3 separate regions of the Sus scrofa genome follow, and all the other regions are linked to region 3. Evidence: chromatin contacts called from public Hi-C and HiChIP or PLAC-seq data. All regions are on one chromosome and are shown on one strand. The core of a region is the stretch at or near the end of the contact, and the rest is flanking DNA. Distances in the headings are between cores, read along the strand shown. Region 1 has its middle 25 kb from the start of VIM. Region 2 overlaps CUBN (cubilin). Region 3 overlaps CUBN (cubilin).

Evidence for each region. A called contact is a pair of places that touch in the nucleus more often than the background predicts. HiChIP or PLAC-seq counts read pairs in DNA pulled down with a chosen protein or histone mark.
Region 1: a contact with region 3 is called in a Hi-C map of embryonic fibroblasts, with 3 times the contacts expected there. The contact joins two enhancer-like sites. A contact is called at or near these places in 2 of 47 Hi-C or Micro-C datasets (both in embryonic fibroblasts) and 1 of 2 datasets of contacts at active chromatin or transcription factors (alveolar macrophages).
Region 2: an H3K27ac HiChIP or PLAC-seq map of alveolar macrophages shows a contact between it and region 3. The contact joins two enhancer-like sites. A contact is called at or near these places in 8 of 47 Hi-C or Micro-C datasets (embryonic fibroblasts, epiblast stem cells, fetal skeletal muscle and 4 more) and 2 of 2 datasets of contacts at active chromatin or transcription factors (alveolar macrophages and skeletal muscle).

The regions. Positions count from the first base shown.
Region 1 is chr10:43,539,317-43,543,767 of Sscrofa11.1, reverse strand. No RefSeq gene overlaps it. Among named protein-coding and RNA genes, the nearest start is that of VIM, 25 kb to the right of the region's middle. Within about 2 kb of position 1,412, at least 6 of the 83 cell types and tissues checked have an H3K27ac peak or open chromatin away from gene starts, as enhancers often do. A contact at or near this core is called in alveolar macrophages and embryonic fibroblasts, where this site is marked.
Region 2 is chr10:43,132,342-43,137,070 of Sscrofa11.1, reverse strand. All of the region lies in intron 60 of CUBN (cubilin), which reads left to right. Among named protein-coding and RNA genes, the nearest start is that of EPC1, 190 kb to the right of the region's middle. Within about 2 kb of position 1,505, at least 7 of the 83 cell types and tissues checked have an H3K27ac peak or open chromatin away from gene starts, as enhancers often do. A contact at or near this core is called in alveolar macrophages and retroperitoneal adipose tissue, where this site is marked.
Region 3 is chr10:43,305,945-43,310,675 of Sscrofa11.1, reverse strand. All of the region lies in intron 28 of CUBN (cubilin), which reads left to right. Among named protein-coding and RNA genes, the nearest start is that of CUBN, 110 kb to the left of the region's middle. Within about 2 kb of position 2,490, at least 65 of the 83 cell types and tissues checked have an H3K27ac peak or open chromatin away from gene starts, as enhancers often do. A contact at or near this core is called in alveolar macrophages, embryonic fibroblasts and retroperitoneal adipose tissue, where this site is marked.

The sequences.
Region 1 (4,451 bases), core at 163-2,662, 230 kb before region 3:
AATCCCGCAATCTCATGGTTATATGTTGGGAAAAAAAAAATTCTACTTTGAAAAGATGCATGCACCCCAATGTTTGTATCAGCACTCTTTACAATAGCCAAGACCTGGAAACAACTTAAATGTCCATCATAGAGGAGTAGATAAAGAAGATATGGGTGTGTGTGTGTGTGTGTAATGGAATATATAATTCCATATACATACACAATGGAATATTAGCCATTAAAAAGAGTGAAAATAATGGCACTTGCAGCAACATGGATGGACCCAGAGATTTTCATGCGAAGTGAAGTAAGTCAGACAGAGATAAATATATGATATCACTTAACATGTGGAATCTTTTTTAAAATGATGCAAATGAACTTATTTACAAAACAGACGTAGACTCACAGATGTAGAAGACAAACTTATGGTTATCAAAGGAGAAAGGGATAAATTAGGTTGGGATTAGCAGATACACACTACTGTATATAAAAGATATAACCAACAAGAACTGACTATATGGCACGGGGAAATATAGTCACTATCTTATAATAACTTATAATGGAAAAGAATCTGAAAAAGAATATAAATATATATATCTGAATCACTTTGCTGTATACCTGAAACTAACACAACATCCTAATAATTCAATAAAAAATTGTTTTGGGAAAAAACATACTTCTTTCTCCTCTGGGCAGCTAATTGGATGCTATACTTTATCTTCTCAAGCTTTGGCCTAAAGACAATAGTCCATCCTTGGCAGAAACATGATTATAGCATATTTTTAGAACACACACACACACATAAAAACAGTATTGGGATTAAAACTTTGTGTCATTTTGGTGGTCTCACATTTTACAAACTTTTGGGGGGGCTCACATTTTACGAATTCCAACTTGATTAATAGATCCATTTAAAAGAAGGTCCATTGGCCAAATCACATGAACATAGAGCTGCTTTGAAATAGGTCACCTTGTATTTTTTTCTTATCAACCATTTTAGATGCTGTTCCCATTACAAAATCTCATGTAAGCAGAAACTAAAATCTCATCAGCATGATATGGTCAAGAGGACTTTATGGTCAAGCCAAGAAATGTCATTACCCCTCGGTACTGAAAGCCAGGCCTTGGTCTGAGTATAACAAATTCTTGAGTAGAACAAACTGGAACTGCCTGAGTGACATTCTGTTTCAGCTCCGGTCTGGCAGTTTGACGCCAAAGAACTCAAACAGTCCCTGGTGGGCCTGAAAGTTGACCCCTCAGAACAGCCAGTGTGATTTGCTGAAACACATGGCAGTTAGAGCAAAAATTGCCTGTTTCTGTCAAACTCCACAGGGAGAAACATTTTGAAATGTATTCTGCCTGGAGCTGATTGCATCGTTTCATAGGCAGTTCACCCCATCTGCCACCTGGGGACAGCGTCAACCTCTCCATGTTTAGTTCTCACAGTAAACCAGTGTAAGATCCATGAGTCACAGGCAGAAAGAGGGTTTGTCTGGAGATGATGAGGAGAACATTCAGTTATCTGACTCGATCCGTGACCCTACATCTATTGTTGGTGGTCTATATTATCCACATTTAATTGGAATTGAAAGATGGGATTTGTTGGCTGGGGTGAAATAGACAATGAGTGGGAAAAGAAAGGCTTTGGAGATGGTCAAACATAATGCAAGCTTCCTATAGTTAATGTTAGACTTTATGTTAATATAAAATTAATTTTGCTTTTGGACGGTGAGCTATTAGGTATGGAATTTCTGAATTGTCAAGAAAATCTTTGGCACCTCAAGGGATGCGAAAACCATCCAGTCATTGTCTCTTTTTCAAGGTATATGTTGCTTCACATTCAGGACGACGGGGGCTGAAAGAGAAGGTTGGCTCTCTCTTATAGAAAGGCTTCAGGAAAAGCTTTGGATATACAATGGTATATCTCCCATTTAAGGGTCCTTCTCTCCATGATTTTCCAGTTAGATGGTTAGAACAGTGCCCAGTCTATCATAAAGCAAATTTCCATGTACTTGGTGTGATGAAGGGAATGCCTCTGTCCCCTCAAAATGCATAGGTTGAAAGCCCTAAACCCCAGTGTGAAGGTAGGTGGAGGGGCCTTTGGAGGTAATTAGGGTTAGATGAGGTCATAAGAATGGGGTCCGCACAATAGGATTAGTGCCCTTATAAGAGACCAGGAAGCCAGCTCTCAGTCTCTCTCTAACTCTCTCTGCCATAGGAGGTCCCAGGGAAAAGACAGCCATCTGCACACCAGGAAATGGGCTCTCATCAGATACCAAATCTACCGGCACCTTGATCTTGGAATTCTCAGTCTCCAGATCTGTGAGAAATACATGTTTGTTGTTTAATACACTCAGTTTATGATATTTTGCTATCATAGACCAAACTAAGATGCATGGGGTTTTGGGGGGGCGTGCTCTATGATATTCCCTTGAGGTCTATCTCTACACCGATATTACACCCTTTTATTTTACTCGAGTCCTATCTGGTAAGGCATATCTTTCCGAGGTAGTGTTCATCTAAAAGAGTGTCTTATTTCTTCTCATCCCTTTGCTTTTCTTTGCACGTAATTTGTCTGTGGGTAGTTTTTTCAAAGAAGCAGTGATATTCTTTGCAATTAATGACAGTTTTATCTCTTCTTTCTGTCATTATGCTTTTAATCTTTTTTTTTTTTTTTTCCTGTAGTGCAGTATTGGATAGGAGCAGAGAGAGTGGGCATCCTTGTTTTTCTTGGTCTTAAAGGGAATAATTCCATTATTTCATGATTGTTTTTCAAGTTTACTCTTGGTTTCTTTTAGCTATCTCATCGCAACTTAAAAAAGGGCCTCTATATTCCTATTTTGCTAAAAGTTTTTATAACAATTCGGTGTTGACTTTTATGGAATTTTTTTCTGTGTCTCTTAAGTAGATCATACGGTTTTTGTTTTTGTTTCTGTCTTTTCTAGGGCCACACCCACAGCATACGGAGGTTCCCAGGTTAGGAGTTCATCAGAACTGCAGCCGGCAGCCTATGCCACAGCCCCAGCAATGTGGGATCTGAGCTGCGTCTGTGACCTACACCACAGCTCACTGCAATACTGGATCCTCAATCCACTGAGCAAGGCCATGGATCGAACCTGCAACCTCATGGTTCCTAGTGGGAGTCGTTAACCACTGAGCCATTATGGGAACTCCCAAACTGGTTTTTAATATTAAAATAATCTCATATCCCTGAGCTGTCCTCAACATTTATTTTTATATGTTTAAAATACAGAAATATGTTTTAAAAATGTAGTGCTTGATTTGTGTAATGGTAAGAAAACTATATCACTTAACATCTCCTGTTTCAAGGAACCTAACTGATCCCAGTGTCATTCCTCTGGATTCACTACTACATTTGGGTCAAGGACACACTTCCCCTAGGCCGCCCCCAAACTATTGGCTGAACACAGTAAAGATAATAGTACTGACCCAGTCCTGTGGCACATGGAACTCATTTAACCAGCAACTAACTTGAGGACCTTCTGCGGGCTTTGCTGAAACTTAAATCTGTACTGCCGTCCGAGGCTGCTCCTAGTACTCCATCCTTCCTTCTCTCCTTTCACTGATGTCAGCCTAAAGGCTTACCTATCTATTCATATGTCTTTCATTTTATCTTTCAAAATAAATCTCTTGTACATCTAATTTCATCTTTTGCTGTTCAAAGAACCACAGCGAACACTAGTTGGTTTGCTGATGTTTTGTTAGGATAGTTGCGTCTCTATCCATGGATATAGTTGACCTGCAGTATTCATTTCCTACTGGGTCTTTGTCTAGTTTTGGAATTAAGTTATGCCATATTCACATAATGAGTTAGAAAATGTTCTCTCATTTTTATGATTTAAAACTGTTTGGGATGAACTGGAATTTCTACATTACATGTTTGGTAGACTTCAATTGTTGGGATATTTGTTCTTAATATTTTCTTTTAAGAAAGACTGTTCAGGTTTTCTTTATCTTCTCAAGTCAGTTTTGATTGAGACTTTTGATTTCAATCTCAACAGAGTACCTTGTATCTATGGCAATCTATAGTTTCCAAAGGTGGCCCCAACATTCTGTCTCATTCCACGTGCTTTCCTATAATGTGACCTTGCCACTCCCACATTGAGCAGTGGAGTCTGTTTCTGCACCCTTGAATTTGGGTCTTCTCTGTGACTGAGAGAATGTAGTGGAAATTATGCTGAGTTATTTACAGACATAGGCATTATCAAATTTGGACATTTCTGCTCCGGTCTCTTAGCAGCAAGTCACACTGTAAGAAGTATACCTTTCCTGAGACCATACTGTAAGGAGCCTCAGCCATGGATTATGAGACAATATGTGGAAAGTGAAAGAATCCAAGGAACACTGAGGCCTGAGAGTTAAGAATGAAGAAGTCCTCTTCTTCTATGTCCAGTCCAGTTAAGGCTTCCGATGACCCCAGCCTCAGCTACCACATGACAACAATGCCCT
Region 2 (4,729 bases), core at 256-2,755, 170 kb after region 3:
CAAGGCCCTATCCTATCCTACCTAACAAGTCCTTTGTAAAATTTCAAGGACTTCCTAACATGGCTCAGTGGTTAAGGAACACGACTAGCATCCATGAGGAAGTGGGTTCGATCCCTGGCCTTGATCAGTGGGTTAAGGATCTGGCATTGCTGTGAGCTGTGGTGTAGGTCACAGACTCAGCTCAGATCTGGCATTGCTGTGGCTATAGTGTTGGCCGGGGCTTCAGCTCCAATGGGACCCCTAGCCTGGGAACCTCCATATGCCCCATTGCAGCCCATTTTCATGAAATGCCCTGGGACTACTGATGCATACATAAAGTGCTTTCAGTAATACCAAAATAATGCAAAATAAATTAAAAGTTACTGAGAATTCTCTTTATCCTAAGTTGTTTATATGTCACATTGCTCTTTAATTTGTGACTGTCACTACTGATTAGCTGCTGATACTACTTTTCTTTCAGTAAATTACCTTTCGTTTAGTATTTTAGTTTTATGCTTCCCAAATATGACCAGAATAACTACATATTCTGAGTTAAATTAAGCTGAGTCTCAAATTAGGATATCCAAAATGAGTCACATTGAGTGAAATTATTAAAAACAAACAAAACATCACTCAGATTACAAGCGCCATTAAGTTTCTTTTCTCTTGCGCAACATAAATACTTTAAAAGTGGTGAATGTTTAAGTTTTTGTAGAATAATAAAGGCAATTTACTTTTTTAGCAAAAAAAAAGAATATGTTCATGTGAAATTTAGTTGAACTTTTTAAAGGAATTCACTTCTTTAGGGCAGTTGCAAACTGCAGCTTTGAACTTTACAGCAAGATGCAGGCAACTAAAGCCTTATGGAGCTTCCGTGTCCCTAAGGCACCAGCTTTCAATGCGTGTGTGTTCTGTTTCCTGTGCTTCATCGAGCTTCCTTCAACTACAGCCTGAAGCCTTAATGGGTTCCCTGGAGAACAGGAAAATGCTTGAAGTCAGGCGGATCCTTATCTGAAAGTACAGCTAGCCACCCACCATCTGTCCAAGTAGTGGTTGTCCAGAGATGGTTAGAGATCCTATCCAGAAGACCTGCATAAAATGTCAGCCCCCTGTAATGTCAGCAGCGGAAATGTCAGTTCCCAAGATAATTATTTGGAAATGTATCTGACTGCACTGAAGCCTTCAAGATGTTTTCTCTTAGATAATACAGCTAATTCTTATGGTCAGATTCATTCCAGCTTGAACTTCACTTGGAAGGTTAATCATTGGAGAGAAATCCTTTAGGATTCAATTACTGATTTTTAATTAGGTCGATCTGGACCCAAATATATGCTACGGGTATATATTTCCAATATGTCTTTCACCAACCATTTGCTTTCTCTAAAGCCATCCCTCTTTCGTAGGAAGTGTTTCTGATTCGGTGTGAGGGTTAGAGTGATATTTGCTCTCTGTCTGGCACGGGGAGTGTTGCACAGAGCGCTTCTGACACAGCAGGCTGGTGGATACGGAGCGCTTCTGACACAGCCGGCTGATGGATGGGAGTTCACTGGATGGTAGAACAATGTGGGATAACGAGGAAGATGATAGACTGGTGGTGCTAAAGAACACGTCAATGCTAAGGTCATACACTCGCTCAAAAACAGGAATTTTAAAATACCATATAGTAAACAAGTATAGGAAACCATTTCATCGTCTGAGTCCTCCCTTGTTCTTCCCGTATATCCTGCCATTGTTGAAATATAGAAATTGTGATGTGGCAAGAGCATTTGTTGGCAAAGAACTCTTCTTTGATGAATATTCATCTTTATATTCCCCCAAAGACACACGCTGTGGGAGGAGCAGGAGCACAGAGCAGTTGTGCCATGTTTCCATTTCCAAGTGGGTGAATCAGAGCAATTATAACCATTTTCCGTGCCACACAGACACCGAAAGATGTTTATCATATAATATCCATATAGAATGTGAATTGTATTATCCACTCATAATGTTATATTTGCTTCAGTTACTTGACTATTTATTCACACAACATTGTATTTACTCATATGATACTGACATAGAACATGAATTGTCTAATTCCCGCCGTAATGTTCTATTACTTCAGTACTTGCCTATTTCTTCATACAATGCTATATTTACTCATAAAATATTCACAGAATATTAATTGTACAATTTACTCCACAATGCCACATTTATTTCAATTACTTGATATTTATTCATACAATATTATATTTACTCATATAATATTCATATAAAATATGAATTGTATGATTCACTCAATGTTATATTTACTTCAATTACTTCACTGTTTATTCATATAATATTATATTTACTCACATAATATTATTCATAAAGAATATGAATTGTATAATTCCCTCATATAATATTGTATTTACTTCAATTACTTGACTATTTTGGCCAGGATTATCTGATGATAAGTTTAGTTCTCCATTTTCTTTATTCTGTGTGTAGATTTTATGAATTAAGCAATGTGCTCTATTACAGTTTGATAACTCAGAGTAGCTATTTTTGTACTTGTCCGCTATTGCCACACTGATGCTGCATAACGAACCATCCAAAATTCAGTGGCTCATACCACTGAAGCATTATTTTATCACTTACGGGTCAGCAGGCTGGTTTGCCTGCCTGTTCCAGGAGGCAGGCTGACTGTGCCTGGCTCCACCGTACAGACTGCGGTCAGGTCAGCTCTCCACGCAGGTACCCAGGGCGTGAGCTCTTGGTGGATCGAGGGAGCATGAAAGTCCAAGCCCAAAACACAAGCACATTTAAGGCCTCTTCCCACCTCATGACCACAGCCATTCCATTGCGTAGAGCGAGTCGTAGGGTGGAACCTAACATCAAGTGAATGGAAGAATGCACTCAGTCCATGCTCCGGCACTGCTGAGAGAGACTGCAGGGTTAGGAATCATGCAGGCACCACTCAGTCTATGCCAGTGCCCACCAGCATCTGCAGGTTCTTGATCCGGAATTCCCAGAAGCCAGGGTGTCTCTGTCTTAGGACCTCAGTAGCAGCAGTACCAGCCTTATAGAATAAGTCTGTGCAATGGCACTCGCTGTGCCCAATGCATTTGTCATTCTGCCCTTATAAACTTAGTAGCAACAATTAATAAACAAAGGGCGATAAAATATATAGCTTGAATTTTTTTAAATAGCATTTTGTTTTGGGAGCTGATACAGTCATAGAAATAAAGCCCAGCAGCATGGTTTTCCTGAATACAGACCTCCAATGCTGCACTGCCCTTTGCTGCCTCCAGCCCAGACCGTGGCCATGTCCTTGGGCCTCGCCTCCGCCAGTCCCTCCTTTATGCATAAATGCTGCCATCAGATCCATTTCTGGGTCAGACATGAGGAGAAGGTGCGATCATTCAGACCCCACCACTCCTCTGATCAAAAACTGTTCAAGGGGACCCATTATCCATAGGATGAGGTCTAAAGGTCTAAAAATTCTATAAATTCTTCTCCGCTTAACCTTGAGTTACAAGGTCTTTCAGCCTGGAATTGCCAATTCCAATCCTATTTCTAAAGACACAGATCAAATATCACCTCCTTCTTGAACATTCTAGATCCTTACAACCCAAAGTAATGTCCTTCTTCTTGCAAAGCTCACAAGACTTTTCCTGACTCTTTTCTGGCACCTGTCCTGTTCTAAATCGCATCACCATTATTTATCTATGATTAATCACTGCTGTTGGACTATCTTTCATCTCTTCCCATCTCAATACTAACTATATTTCCTTGACTAGTAAAACAATACGAAATAGATAAATAAATTTCTCAATCATTAGTAGCCTCAGTGAGTAATGGTTCTTCCCTGCCTCACAGGTCAATATGCTGAAGTGGTTTCCTTAAATAACAATCAGTCCACACCGGAGTAAAACTGTGTGAATTTCAATTCTTTCTTTACTTTGCAGGCCTGTTTCATAGGAGCAGAGTGATTAGTGTTGCTTTGGTTTCAGAATAATGTCCTAGATGCCATCAATGGATATATCAGGGGCTGGGCCTTTGGAAGCATTTCAACTCCAGGAAACATCCGACTGTGCCAATAATCTGTAGTTTTACTTGACTCAAAAGCTCTAACAGAATAGCCTGACCAACCAAATAAGGCCTCTGTACTGAAAAAACGCTCTGCACATTTGATACCCTTTGCCTCTGAGCTTTGCAGCCATTGTTTGCCTTTGTTGCCAAGAGCCAAGTCTTGGCTCATAGCGCCCCCTAGTGTTGAAAGCAGCCCTCTCACTGTTAACAGAAAATGAATGGAGTGAGACCAAGTAAATGGAAGGCCAGTGTTAGTGAAATTTAACTGTAACCGTGAAACCTGGGTTTTTTTTGTTGTGGTGGTTTTTTTTTTTTTTTTTTTTTTTGGTTGGTTGTTTTTTGGCTTTTTAGGGCTGCACCTGGGGCATATGGAAGTTCCCAGGCTAGGGGTCAAATCAGAGCTACAGCTGCCAGCCACAGCCACCGCAACAGCAACTCGGGATCCCAGCAGCGCACCACAGCTCACAGTTTAACGCCAGATCCTTAACAGGCAAGGTCAGGGATTGACCCCACATCCTCATGCATACTGGTTGGACTCATTTCCGCTTCGCCACAACGGGAACTCCCAGTAACTGTGGAACATGTGATGGTCCACATTTGCGCAGGATGCAAGCTTTACAAATACTCCTTTGGGCACTAATTTCATCTCTTTTCTTACCAGGACAGTTCTGAGCTTCATGCATCCTCGTGTGTTTCT
Region 3 (4,731 bases), core at 1,241-3,740:
CCATGAAGGGAACCCCCATTTGAGAACTTTTTTCAAAAATGACATCTTTGCCCTTCAGTTCTTACCTTTACTTGTGTATTGAACAGGCTTCTTTCCCTCTCCCCTGGTTGGGGAAGGCTATGGCAGTGCTCTCCTCCCTTCCAGCTCCAGGTTCTAGGATTTCATGTTGTCCAATAAATTCCTTCCTGCTTCTAAGCCCATCTGTAGCAGATGGCAAGGCTTATAGGAGGCAGAATAATTTTTTAAACTGGGTATTGCTTCACTGTAGTGGTAGAGCTGGCAGAGGGAAGGCTGTGGTTCGTGTACACACAGGGGAGAATATGCTTGGCTTTCAAAGCATTTCACTTACCTCTAGGGAGGGAATTAGGCACTTAGTGGTCCATCAGTGACTATCAAAACTTATGTTGGTAAGAACTCTTTCGTCCCTGAACATCTGAAGGAATTATTTTTTAATAAAGCACTAGTCTAATTAATAATAAAAACCCAGTTATGATAAAATAAAGGAGCATTGGGGACAAAATACGGTTTAAATTAATGCTGGAGGAGATTCCTTTACATAATAACATTTTAATGGGCTAATTTTCATGGATAATCTTGAGATACATAAAAATGATTATGGAGCCAGACAGTATAATATTTTTAGTAGACCAGCTGGATGTCTGAGAACCTACAAGGGTATGGAATGCTGAGACTGGAAAAACATTTTACCAGGGCACAGCTACATTGCTATGTTAATAAATCCCCAAAGATAATACTTTAAAAATAAACCCGTCTGATTACACAGGAATACAGTCCTTGCAGGCAATTTGGAAAATGTAGAAAAAAATAGATAAAATAAAAATAACCTAAATTACATCACTACTAATAATATTTGGTGGTATTTATTTCCTGTAGTCTTTCCCTATATATTTATTTTATTTGAGTGTTCTCAGGGGATGATATTGTACCTACTACTCTACAATGACTTTTTTTTTTCCTTTTTCTTTTTTATGGCCTCACCTGCAACATATGAAAGTTCCCAGGCTAGGCGGGCTAGTGGTTGAATCAGAGCTGCAGAGGCTAGCCTACACCACAGCCATAGCAACACTGGATCCGAGCCACATCTGCGACCTACCCCGCAGCTTGTGGCAATGCCAGATCCTTAACCCACTGAGCTAGGCCAGGGATCGAACCCTCATTCTTATGGACAAAGTCGGGTTCTTAACCCCCTGAGCCACAATGGAAACTCCTATAATGACTTTTCTACATGTAACAATAGCTTGTGAATGTTACTCTTTGTTATTTATTACACCACAGGCATTTGTAACATTGGATATCCCATCATCATAATACAGCCACCAATTCTTGTAGAGAATCTTTTCAAAAGTCTACTATAGTAAAGAGTGCTGAGATAAACATCTTCATAGTTAAATCTTTGCACAGATTCATGATTAGACAATAATTCAAAAAAAATATATATATATATATCCCCCAAGCAGCCTTTGTGGCTTCTAAAATAAGTAATATGTAGAGAGTAGAAATAAATATCAGTGCACCATTAAGAGGGGACAGCAAGCAGCCACCACGTGGAAAGGAAGCCACAGGGTCTGCGTTTGAGACCAACCTCTGATTCAGAGTGCCCCAAAGGAATTCAGAATGCAGTTTTTCAAGCTGGTTTCCTGGCCTCATGCAAAGCCCAGCATTGTGAGGAATTGTTTAATTTTAGATGGGTACCTCCTGTTTCCTGCCCCACCCCGCAGGCAGCACAAGGCAGGCAGCGTGGCCTCCCCTGTGCCTTGGGGGGGGATGTGTGCCTCTAGGTCCAGCATTGTGCCTGTGCGTGTCTAATGGAGCAGCCCTCCCCTCCCTGGGATCCCCAGCCCTCTAGAGTCCTCCCTGCTCTGCTTGTTCGCTTTCCTCTAAACATCTGCCTAATTTACCTCCAAGAAGTTGATTATGGTTTTATCACCCCAGCGTTTCTCATACCCGGTGGGAGCCTTTCACCCACTCTATGAATCCCGCCTGGCCGTTTTTCCTGTTGTTGCAGGAACATTTCAAAGCCCCTCAAATTGAAAGTAACCTTCAAGTGCCAAGTGTATCCGGGAGATTTGTGTGTAAACTTCAGCAACAATGTTCTCAATAACTGTTCTGATGAGGCCGCTCCCATAGATCCCAGTAGAGCTGTTTTTCCGGGTGGGGAAAATAATCCGAAGAGGTGCTCCAAGAATTCACCAATCCCTACTCCTCTGCAGCTAGAGCTGCAGGCTGGCGGGACAGAAAGCAGGGAGGAGGCTGCCTCAGGAAGAAACACAGGCAGTGGGCAGAGCTGCTTTGCTTAGTATGGCCTCTCCCTGATCCACTCCCCAAGCAGCCTTGACAGATTTCCCAGCACCCTCTTTGCCACCAGCCCTGTTGTCACCCACCGTCTCCCTCCACCCAGACACACACTCTACGCTAACAGTCTCCCTTGCCGTCTGATCTGCACTGCGCTCTGCACCCCACACGTCAGGAGTGGGCTCATCAACACACAAAACCAGGTTGTCATAGCAACACCGCCCTTGCTGGCTGCCAGCTCCTTAGAAGTGGTTCATTGATTCGGTGCTTCCGCGTCTGGTCCACCAGGGATGATTTCTGAGAAATGTTCTCCGTGAGTCAGTTCGAGTTCTCTCTACCCATCACATTTTTTCTCCCCAAGCTATTTCTGGGGTGGTTTCTTTGGAAACAGCATTGGTTCCCTTTGCCTCTGACCACGAGTTAGAATCACGTTTTGGGCACTTTCCCTACGCCAGAACTCACATTCAGCTTGTGTAGCGTGTCTTATTTGCTAAACATAATAACTTTATAAGTACCATTAAGATGCCAAGTTCAGAAAGAAATTTGAGCTTATGGAGGTTAAGACATTTTCACAAGATTGTATTCTAAGCAAATGTAGGAGCTCAGAAGGGACTTTGAATCTAAGAGCCTATCACTGACCACACTGAATATACTCTAAACTCTGATATGCTCCTGTAATAAAATGACTTTCCTGCTCCCAATCAAAAGAGAATCTTCTATTGGTGACAGTGACTTTGAAAAGCCATTCTGTGAACTCGTGGAGTATAGTTCTCAGAAATTTAACTATTTTCTTTACATTGATCAGATTTTTTGTTCTTCACAAATATCAGGGGATTCTCTACCACACCTAGAATTCTCCCTCACAGCAGATGAATCATTTCCATTATGTCTTAAACTCTAAAGTATGAAGTTTTGTTGGAATTTTTAAAGACTTGTAATAGGAAACGGGCCCTATTTTTCTTTCCAAAAGTTTCTCCATATTTAAATGATCATCCCAAAGAAACTCTTGATTTAATGGACTCTCTTTAATCAATTATTAAAACTTTTTTCTTCTGCAGAAATTGCAAATAAAAACGGTACTTAGAAAAGTATGAATTAGGAAGTTCCTGTTGTGCAGCAGTGACAAACCCAACTAGTATCCATGAGGACTTGGGTTCAATCCCTGGCCTTGCTCAGTGGGTTAAGGATCTGGCATTGCTGTGAGCTGTGGTGGAGGTCACAGACTAGGCTCAGACCCAACGTTGCTGTGCCTGTGGCGTAGGCCTGCAGCTGCAGCTCTACTTTGACCCCCTAGCTTGGGAATTTTCATATGCCACAGGCGCAGCCCTAAAAAAAAAAGGCAAAGTATGAATTAGATGCCAACCCCAAATAGAAAGGGCTGAGTTTTAGTTGTTACTCACCGTGACTCTACAATTCATTTAGGAGAGAAATCAATCTATGCATCCCCAGTTCAGAAAGGAAACAATTATACTTTCATTCATTACAATCACAAATTTTCAAGATCATAAAACAATTTTGCAACAGAGAGACACTTGAAAAGCTCCTTTTTGTTCTGAGAGTTCTTGGTGGTTCATTTAAGTTGATTCCCACCAAGGGAAAAGGTTACATATTGGCTGACTCTGGGTTTCTCCAGACTTGAGTTCCCATGATGCATAAAGTACCTACAAAACCCTTACAAAAATTGCACTGTCAGTGATATATCCTTGTTTTTTATTTTCCATTTTGTATGTATGGGTCCTTACTATTGGATGGATCATTTCACTTTTCAACTGTAGTCTGAAATCTCTAATAGTCTAATCAACTGCACAGGCACCAAGTTATCAAACCCAAGCAAAGGAAGTAGATAGAAATTGGTAAATGTGGCTTAGGCAAGAGATTTCCTTCCTCTTTGAGTGTCTTAAGAGTGGTTGAAATATTTCAGGGTGGCGTGGGGGTGGAGGATCTAAAACACCAAAATCTTAAATGAAACATCTCTTTAAGACAATGGCTGAAAAGATTCTACATAAGACCTTTGGTCTATACACACACGCACATAGGCACATAGGAAGATACATTTAATGGCCAACTTGAAAATGTAAGCAGCATTTTGAGTATTTAATAAATAATTAAAAAAAAAAAACCCAACCCCAGGGAGTTCTGATCGTGGCTCAGCAGAAAAGAATCTGACTAGCATCCATGAGGACAGAGGTTTGATCCCTGGCCTGGCTCAGTGGGTTAAGGATCTGGCGTTGCCGTGAGCTATGGTGTAGGTTGCAGACACAGCCCAGATCTGGTGTTGCTGTGGCTGTGGTGTAGGCCAGCGGCTACAGCTCTGATTCAGCCTCTAGCCTGGGAACTAACGTATGCCACAAGTGCAGCCCTAAAAAGACAAAAACAAACAAACAAACAAAACCTAAACCTCTAAACACAGTTATACAA